2 separate regions of the Sus scrofa genome follow, and region 2 is linked to region 1. The links are chromatin contacts, called in public Hi-C maps. All regions are on one chromosome and are shown on one strand. Each heading gives the region's core, a stretch centred on a gene start, on an enhancer-like site or on the middle of the called end of the contact. The rest is flanking DNA. Distances are from core to core; before and after follow the strand shown. Region 1 holds the start of EPC1 (enhancer of polycomb homolog 1). Region 2 holds the start of LOC110255686 (patched domain-containing protein 3-like).

The links. A called contact is a pair of places that touch in the nucleus more often than the background predicts.
Region 2: a Hi-C map of liver shows a contact between it and region 1, with 10 times the contacts expected there. The contact joins the promoter of LOC110255686 here to the promoter of EPC1 in region 1. A contact is called at or near these places in 1 of 5 promoter capture datasets (liver), 6 of 47 Hi-C or Micro-C datasets (embryonic fibroblasts, epiblast stem cells, heart right ventricle and 2 more) and 1 of 2 datasets of contacts at active chromatin or transcription factors (skeletal muscle).

Annotation. Positions count from the first base shown.
Region 1 is chr10:42,944,570-42,949,124 of Sscrofa11.1, reverse strand. EPC1 (enhancer of polycomb homolog 1) reads left to right here and starts at 2,266. Exons shown (of 14, transcript XM_021064807.1): 1 at 2,266-2,553. The coding sequence starts at 2,512. LOC106505154 (a long non-coding RNA gene) reads right to left here and starts at 2,135. Exons shown (of 3, transcript XR_001299281.2): 1 at 1,466-2,135.
Region 2 is chr10:42,984,939-42,989,493 of Sscrofa11.1, reverse strand. It overlaps LOC110255686 (patched domain-containing protein 3-like), which reads right to left and starts at 2,347. Exons shown (of 4, transcript XM_021064808.1): 1 at 1,188-2,347. The coding sequence starts at 2,255.

The sequences.
Region 1 (4,555 bases), core at 1,017-3,516:
CTCTCTGTTATTCTGAAAGATTTTGCTGTTTATTTCTTAGTAGCAATTACAATTTGCAATTATGTATTTGTTTACTGACTTGTTTCTCTCTTTCCACTAGACTGTGAGTTTCATGAAGGAGATAAACTTCCTGCTTGTCCAGCACCCAGCTACTCTATAAACTCTCAAGAACTATTGGAATAAACCTGAAATTATTTATCCTGTGTCTTTTGGTGATATTTTTTTCCAAAATATCTCACCTTACATTTTATCTTTACCAAAATGAATGTTGTTCACATCATGTATTTCATGACTACTGTCTCAAAATATCTGAAGAAAATTCTGCTGTAGGGAAGTATGTAACTAGAAATATGCCTATTGTGGAAAATGCACAGAATAGCCTAATCTATAGGTTATAAAAGTATATATATTCATGTACATCCATATACACATATGAATGTACATATATAATTACCTATGTATAATTGTGTGTGTGTGTGTGTGTGTGTGTGTATACACATACGAATCCATGTGTATATTTAAGGGTGGGTTGAAGGGATGGGAGAGAAAAGGACAGAGCTCAGGTGATGGAAAGACAAAATAGTACATAGTGAAATTGGCCCCTAGCAACTTTTTTCTGTTGGAAGGAAAACTGCTTAAAATTTTCTTTTCTTGGGAATTTTAGTCTATTCTCTTCATTAGAGGACTTCTTAAGGATGTTTTCCTGATTATAATCACATAAATGTTATTGAAATTTACTCTCATCCGGTAACTACTGATGAGATTACAAAATAAAAAAAAAATAGTTCACTCTCAAAAATGTCCAGATTTAGACAATAAATTAGTCCCCCAACCATAGTTCTTCTAAGAATGTTACCTATTAAATGCTAGGCAGAGATAGAAATACCAGAAGGGGTGTGTGTGTGTGTGTGTGTGTGTGTGTGTGTGTGTGTGTGTGTGTGTGTGTAGGGGTGGGGGAGGGGTCCATAGAAGGCAAATACTTGCCCACTCCTTTCTTTGGCCAGTTCCTTTGAACCCCTTTTTACCCCTGGCTCCCTAGAAGTGTGGCTGGCCAACAAGTTTATACCGAATGTGTTCTATTAACACACCCATGCGGAATTTGACACATTTTGATATTTGCTGATTGGGTGGCTTTACATTTACAATCAACTACACTGCTGCATTCATTTCACATTGATTCTTTTTTTTTTTTTTTTTAAGTTTTCGACTTCATTTTTATTTGAAAGCCCAGCTGCAACCACCAAATACCTGACTCAGCTCCCAACTAGACACACAGCATCAAATTTCCCAGCCCACTTAATTTGAAAGCCTGCCAAGATAGGTGAAAGACCTTATAAATATGTAAAGCAGGAAGTTCAAATTACAGTCAAGTAAATCTCTAGTGATTGATATTCTTTCCAAAACAATTTTTTAAAAAGACTAATAAAAAAGCAGCACATTTCTAAGAAATCCCTCCCCCCCTTACCAAAAGCTTCACCGACTTCAGCCTGGACAATGTACTTTTAGTACTGTATTTATTTTGGATTTTTACCACTTCCTGGAGGCCGGGAGGAGCCACAGTGGGAGGATCCAAAAAAATTCAGTACCACAGCCATTTTGTTTGTAAGGCTGAGTGGTAGAAATCTGTCAGCCAGTAAAGGTTTCTGAAACAATTTTTAAGAAGGGGGGTGGGGGGAAAAAAGGATGCCTATTGTTTTTTGAGTGTAACGGTTAAAATCATTATTTTATTTGTATTTCCTGCACCAACGGCAGTTGTTACGGCTAACCAATTCTTTTTTTTTTTTTTTTTAAAGGAGTTTTTTTTTTTTTTAAGCTCCCTGAGCTGAAAACGGTGTGAATTTTGTGCATGGCTTTTCCGGGTACCTTCAGGCTATCCAATCAAATATGTTTCGATAGAATTCATTTTTCAACGGCCACATTTGTATCCAAATTAGACATCGACGTTTGTGAATGACAATCTGCTTAAGAAGAGCGTGCTAGTTAGTCCCTAAAAACCCATAAGCAAGAAAGAAGCGTGTTCCCTAGGCCATCAAAGGGGCCTTTTTGCGAGCTCGCAGGCAGTCGTGGGCGCTATTGTTTTGCAGTGTCACTTCAGAGCGAGCTCAGACTTTGTCATTTGGGTGGCTGTGTTTTTAAAAGCCCAGTGTAAAATGGCACTCACACTGCATTTTTTTCCGAGCTGCAGGAGGCGGGGGCAGCGGGGGGATAGTGCAGACTGTGGGGACGCTGGCCTCCCAGCCAATCAGAGCCCGCCTGCTCGCCATCGCAAAGTTGTTAACCCCAGAGTCTTCTGGCTGCCGCTGCCTCCTCTGCTTTGAATCTTCCGTGGATATTTCTCCGATTTTTCCCAAACGCCCACAGATCTTGGGGAAGCCACCCCATTCAGCCATCGACCATGGAAGAAAGTCTGACTTTTTCTTTCCCAAATATTTTAAAAGATGTTGGAAGCTCCATATGCTGCCTGGAGGCTGTTGTTTCTAGAGACACAAGTATCCAGCCTATATTGTTACAATGCTTTTTCCAGGACTGGCTTCTTCTTTGCCTCCACGAATGGTAAGTTTGTAATTTTAAACATTTTTGTCCTTACGTCTTGGAAGGAGCCACTCAGATTTTTAAGAAAGGATTTTCATTGTGTTTCTTCTCACAAAAGCAATCTTTGTATTTTTTCTTTAGCTTTGATCTCTGCACATTTCCACCTAATCTTGTCTGGTTAAATTTTACTGAAAGAAAGAAATTGGTTTTTTGTTTTTTGTTTTTTCAGCCTGTGATTCAAGCTAAATATTTCTAATATAAATTATACTTTAATTATTGCGAGCTAAGGGGAACTCAGCTATTTCAAGATGGACTTGTTTTGTGCCAGCAATGTTGGTGATGCCAAATATGTGCATATCCTCTTTATAAAAATTATGTATTACCTAATTTGTCCAGGACTAAATGATCAGCAGGCAAACTAGGGATGTAGTTTGGTTTTGTGTTGTTTTAAATAGGCCTATTGTGGTTTTCTTGATGGATTACTTGGATACAAACTACAGAAAAGCTGCCCTTGGTATAATGAAGGTGGAGATTGACATAACCGGGTTTATATTAAGTTATGGCTGTTACTAAATAGTGGATCTTTTATTTGCTGATCAGATCTAAACTTGGGTTCCATGATAGTCATTCTCTGTAGCCCCTCATTAGGTAATCTTTGCAGATCCTGTTTTTCTCCAAAAAAGGTACATTGGGGAGACATTTTGTAATTTTTGGCATTTTTCTAAAATTTTTTTTTTTTCTTTTTGCCCACGGTGGGAGATCTTTTTTGTTTTGCATTGATCTGTGTTGGTGGCGCTGTAGCTCTCCTCAACAATTTATGTCAGTTTCACTAAAAGAAAAAAGGAGGAAAAAAAAAAGAGGTGGGGCAAGATTTGATCTATTATCTTCTCCCTTTATTTCCTTAAAGAAAGTTCGATTTGGTGCGAGGAAATTATTCAGTTTGTGTTATTTTAATGTTTTCTGCGAACTGTGAACTGTGAGTGAGAACAGACATGTCGTCACAACCCGTCCAGGAGCAGCAGGGACGGGCATGCAGTTTGCAGTTGTGTTTTATCTGATCTGATTATCTCTAGATCAAAATTTCTTCCATAATAAGCTGTCAGTTTACTCTCTCTTTCCTCAGAAACGTCTTGCATTTTCCTTCTCTCACAATACCATCCGTGCTTATGTCTTCTTTCTAACAAAATGTTGGAGTTTTAGTTCACTGAACATTGTAAAAGTTGAATTTCATTTTGAACCTAGGGATTTCTTAAATAAGTATTCTAAGTTTCTCCTGGGAATTTTCTAGGTAATAATGCCTACATTGTTGTTTGTTTTATTTCAAAGTGATATTTTGGTTGAATTTATGTGTTTCCTTGTTTGAAAAGAGCAAGTATTTTTGAATGAGATAATTTTTTTAAGAATCTGTGTACCACTGCTTTTAAATTTAAAGATATTGGTATTCATGTATTTAAATGCAGGGTAAATCTTTTCCATCTTTGTTCTTATTGGGAGTTATCTGATTAGAGAATATGGGATTTAGGCCCAAAGCCTCCCAAGAACAAAAATGTACATTATGATATGACATAGTTTTTACTGGTCCTTAGTTATTTATGGAGATAATAAATATGTCCTTAATTGAAAAAGAAAGTAGTAGAGATCAGTGATTGTACCTAAATATTTTGCCAAATAAAACAAAAACAACTGAAATAGTATCCCAGACAACCTTTTCATATGATTGAATACATTATTTCTTGAGAGAGTAAAAAATTTCTGGAGTTAATATAGTAAGTGTTTTTACTCACTTTGAAATATGTAAATGCTCATTTCACTAATCATTTAAAATGTTGACATAAAAGAATGTGTGAAAATACCTAGGAATAGTATTTCTGATTTTGGTGTCCCTATAATTTCTTTATCTGTGTAGGACCCTTGAACTTCAACAACAATTGTGTATTATGCCTATATTTTGTTTATACTTGGCTATAAAAATTTGAGACTGTTCACTGTAACATTTTATCTCCTCATAAAATTTCAATGCCCC
Region 2 (4,555 bases), core at 1,098-3,597, 40 kb before region 1:
GTGGCCCCGGCTGCCTGCTCTGTTTCGCTCACGGGGTGGGGGTTATGTAACTCCCCTTCATCTTTGGGGTTTGTTTCCACGGCTTTTCACGTGGCTGTTCTCCTGGCTGTTAACCTTAGCGGGGGAAGCTCCTGCTGCCTCCTCCGTGGTCCTGTCGCCCCCAGGAAGCCTTGGAGCACTGGCTGCCCCTGGTGTGCGTTTTGCTGGGGGGGCGCCCCGGGCTCGCACCGCAGGGGATAGTTCAGTTGGGGAGGGCCTGGCCGGCAGAGGGGTGGGGCTCACACCTGAGGAGGAAGGGGGGGAACCGAGCTGCACCCCAGCTCCGAGCCCCACCCGCTGGTTGCGCCCCCACCCCCACCCTGGCCTCTCTACTCCGCGCCAGAATGACCAGGATAATGATTTTAGAATAAAGTAATAAAGATATGTTCCTTCCCACAAAATCTCTGGCATGCTTTCCAAAGTTTCTTTCAAAAATCTAAAGTTTAAAACTCCTGAATATTATGAAATCAGAATCTGGTGTAAAACTAAAACCATGAATAAACTATAGACATTCTGGCTTTTCCAGATTTTTATTAGGTTGTTTTCTTGTACTATTTTAATTGCACAAAAGGCCTGGCTACAAGGCTTTTTCCAGTAGGTGTCTCACTTTTACCAGTCTTATTCAGGGTATCAGTGGGTCTGCCATCCCAACAAATAAGAAAGAGCTGACTTGTGCCTGGGTCTGTGCTCTAATATACTTCAAAATTGCTCAGCTAGTTACCCTTCTCAAGAACACCAAGGGATTTTGCTTAAAGATTTGTTATTTTTTTTATTCCAATGAACTCCAAGCAAATTTTAGGGGGCTCCCAGAAACAGTAAAGACTAACTCAAAGTAAGAATTTCAAAGTAATTTGACCCAGAAACCAAACTAAACCTGAAGATCCATGTCTGTACTGAGGAGACCTACCTTGAGGATGTAGGGCTTGTGGTTTTTCACCAGAACGGTACCAAGGATTTAAGATTTGGGGCAGCCTTCAGTGTGTTACTTTAGGAAAGTTGGATTAAGGACCAAATGCAGTAGAGGACTTGAGTTTCACGTCAAGACTCCATCCGATAATCAAGGATGCTATTGCTATGGTCCTCGGAACAAGTCTCACCATCCCTCCCGCCTGCTCTTGGCCTCCCTTGAAAACCCAGCAGCCGGGTACCTGGATAGTCTCCAAAGCCAGACTCTTCTCCAGGTCCTTCACTTGGTTCAGGAAATGCATCAGCCAGGTTTTGCTCCGCTGGTTGTCCTCTTCTCCCGTCTTCAAGAAGTACCCCAGTCGCATGGCTTTGGCCTCTAGGAGTAAATGGCTCGGGCCCAAACTCTCGCCTAAGACGGTTCCTCCCAGGACGCCGGCCAGGTAGGTGATACGACCTGCTAGGCTGAAGATGGGGTAAGTGATGTTGCGCAGGTTGAAGTCCCTGTTTGTTCTCCAGGCTAACAAGAGTGGGTTGGAGGGGGCGCAGTAGCCCTGGTGCCTGGAGCACACCTCATTGTACTGGATCTGGGTTCCGTTTTCCCCCATCACGGACAAAGCCCGCACTGCCTCGTCCACTTTCTCAATTTCGAGAAAGCTTTCTCGTTGCAGCAGCGAGGCGGAGTTGGAGACCACCAGAACAAAAGCATAATTGACCTCGGTGCTCTTCCTGGAGAAGGAGAAGTAGTAAGAGTCGTTGGCGGTGAAATGGCCCTGCACAAAGCGTCGCTCAGCCTTGGCCGGGCTCCCTATGGGAGTGTACTGCTCCTCGATATCTTCTTCTGCATCCTTGGGCAGGTAAATCAAGCCACAGCCGAGGAGAGCCGTCAAAACCATGGGCAGCAGCAGGAAGACCCAGGGGTGCGAGCCCACCGCCCATCCCAGCCGCCCGAAGGCTCGGGACAGGGGCGCCTCCAGACAGTTGGTGTGGCAGCGGGGCTTCGTGGACACCTGGTTGTCGGATGGAGACCGCGCTGGCTGCTGCCTCTCGGGTGCCGGCTCTGCGCGCTGCCCTGACGCCCAGCTGAGGTCGGGTTCCGGCCCCTGACCGGACGCCCAGAGCTGCGTCGGCGGCGGAGACCCGGGCTCGCCAGGCAGCTGCGAGCCCCTCTCCGAGGCCGCCTCAGGCCCCGCCTCCGGCCCCCGCCCCTCGGATGCTGAGCCCGGCTGTTTCCCCGCCCCCCGCAGGCGCTCCTCCTCCTCCTCCTCCTCTTCCTCCTCCTGTGGCGCAACCTTAGCGGAGCCAAGGTTCATTTCTGGGCGGCAGGAAAGGCCACGGTCTCAAACGTCTCCAACTGGACGGCAGATCAGACAGGAGCGCCCTTCTCCACCCCACCCAACCGTTCCTGGAGAAAGTCTGCGGGAGTCCGTTTGAGCTCGGGCTGCTCGCTCCCCAATGCTGGGGCTTCGTTGGGGGGCGCGTGGACCCCACCCAACGGTTTTGTGGAGAAAGTCTGCGGGAATCCGTTTAAGCTCCGGCTGCTCGCTCTCCGATGCTGGTGCTTCGGTGGGGAGCGCGTGGTAGCCCCAAATTTGTCCCTGGCGCCCATCCTCTCAGGATGGACCTTCTTAAAGGCGGGTGAAATGCGTGCCTGTCTGCAAGACTCAACTTCCAGGGAGAGTCTGGCTTGTTCACGGGCGCGCATACAAAGACATACACAGCACACACACAAACACACACACACACACACACACACACACACACACACACACACACACGAGACAGAGAGAGACAGAGAACAAGTGTTCTAAGTGGCGGCTTTTACCTTGCGGGGCAGTGGTGGGGTGGGGATCATCCAGAAGCAAGGTTCTTAGGGTAAAGCTTTGGTGAGTCTGGTACACCTAACTTAATTGTTCTTACTTTGTAGCTACAGACATAGCATTCTTCTTGTAATAAGTTAGAAGTTAATGCATAGAATGAAAAGTGAAAAAAACAAAAACCCCAAACTGAAAGCTAAAATGTCCTTCTCTCCCATTCCTCTCCTTTTTTACAAAAATGCTTTTTATTCTTTCCATTATTGCTGATTTATAGTGTTCTGTCAATTTTCTACTGCACAGCAAGGTGACCCAGTCACACATAGATATATACATTCTTTTTTCTCACATTATCATGCTCCATAATAAGTGGCTAGATACAGTTCCCAGTGCTGTACGGGAGGATCTCAGTGCTTATCCATTCCAAAGGCAATAGTTTGCATCTATGAACCCCAAATTCCCCATACATCCATCCCACTCCCTCCCCCTCTACCTTGGCAACCACAAGTCTGTTCTCCATATCCATGATTTTCTTTTCTGTGGAAAGGTTCATTTGTGCAGTATGTTAGATTCCAGATATAAGTAATATCATATTTGTCTTTCTGACTTCACTTGGTATGAGAGTCTAGTTCCATCCGTGTTGCTGCAGATGGCATTATTCTGTTCTTTTTTATGGCTGAGTAGTAGTCTATTGTGTGCATATATACCACATCTTCCTAATCCAATCATCTGTCAATGGACATTTGGGTTGTTTCCATGTCTTGGCTATTGTGAATAGTGCTGCCGTGAACATGTGGGTGCATGTGTCTTTTTTAAGGAAAGTTTTGTCTTGATAGATGCCCAAGAGTGGGATTGCTGGGTCATATGGTAGTTCTATATTTAGTTTTCTGAGGTACCTCCATATATATTCCATAGTGGTTTTACCAATTTACAATTCCACCAACAGTGCAGGAGGGTTCCCTTTTCTCCACACCCTCACCAGCATTCGTTATTTGTGGATTTATTAATGATGGCCATTCTGACTTGTGTGAGCTGGTACTTTATGGTAGTTTTGATTTGCATTTCTTTAATAATCAGTGATGTTGAGCATTTTTTCATGTGCTTGTTGGCCATCTGTATATCTTCTTTGGAGAAATGTCTATTCAGGTCTTTTGCCCATTTTTCAATTGGGTTGGTGGCTTTTTTGCTGTTGAGTTGTTTAAGTTGTTTGTATATTTTAGAGATTAAGCCCTTGTCAATTGCATTGTTTGAAACTATTTTCTCCCATTCTGTAAGTTGTTTTTTTTGTTGTTGCTGTTGTTGTTTTTTTATGGTTTCCTTTGCTGTGCAAAAGCTTGTCAGTTTGATTAGGTCCCATTGGCTTATTTTTGCTTTTATTTCTGTTGCCATGGGAGACTGACCTGAGAAAACATTTGTAAGGTTGATCTCAGAGAATGTTTTGCCTATGTTCTCTTTTAGGAGTTTGATAGTGTCTTGTCTTACATCTAAGTCTTTAAGCCATTTTGAGTTTATTTTTTTGCATGGTGTGAGGATGCATTGCAGTGTCATTGATTTACATGAGGCTGTCCAGTTTTCCCAGCTCCACTTGCTGAAAAGACTGTCTTTGTCCTATTTTATATTTTGCCTCCTTTGTCAAAGATTAATTGATCATAGGTGTCCATTCCTCTTCTTTATCCAAGGGTTTAAAAGTGGGTGTTTATTCTTACAAACTGTTCTCTTTGTATTTGCAGGCATATCAAAATAGATGTAAGCATGTATTTTTCATAAGTATTATTGCACTGTGTATGCAAATCACCAAA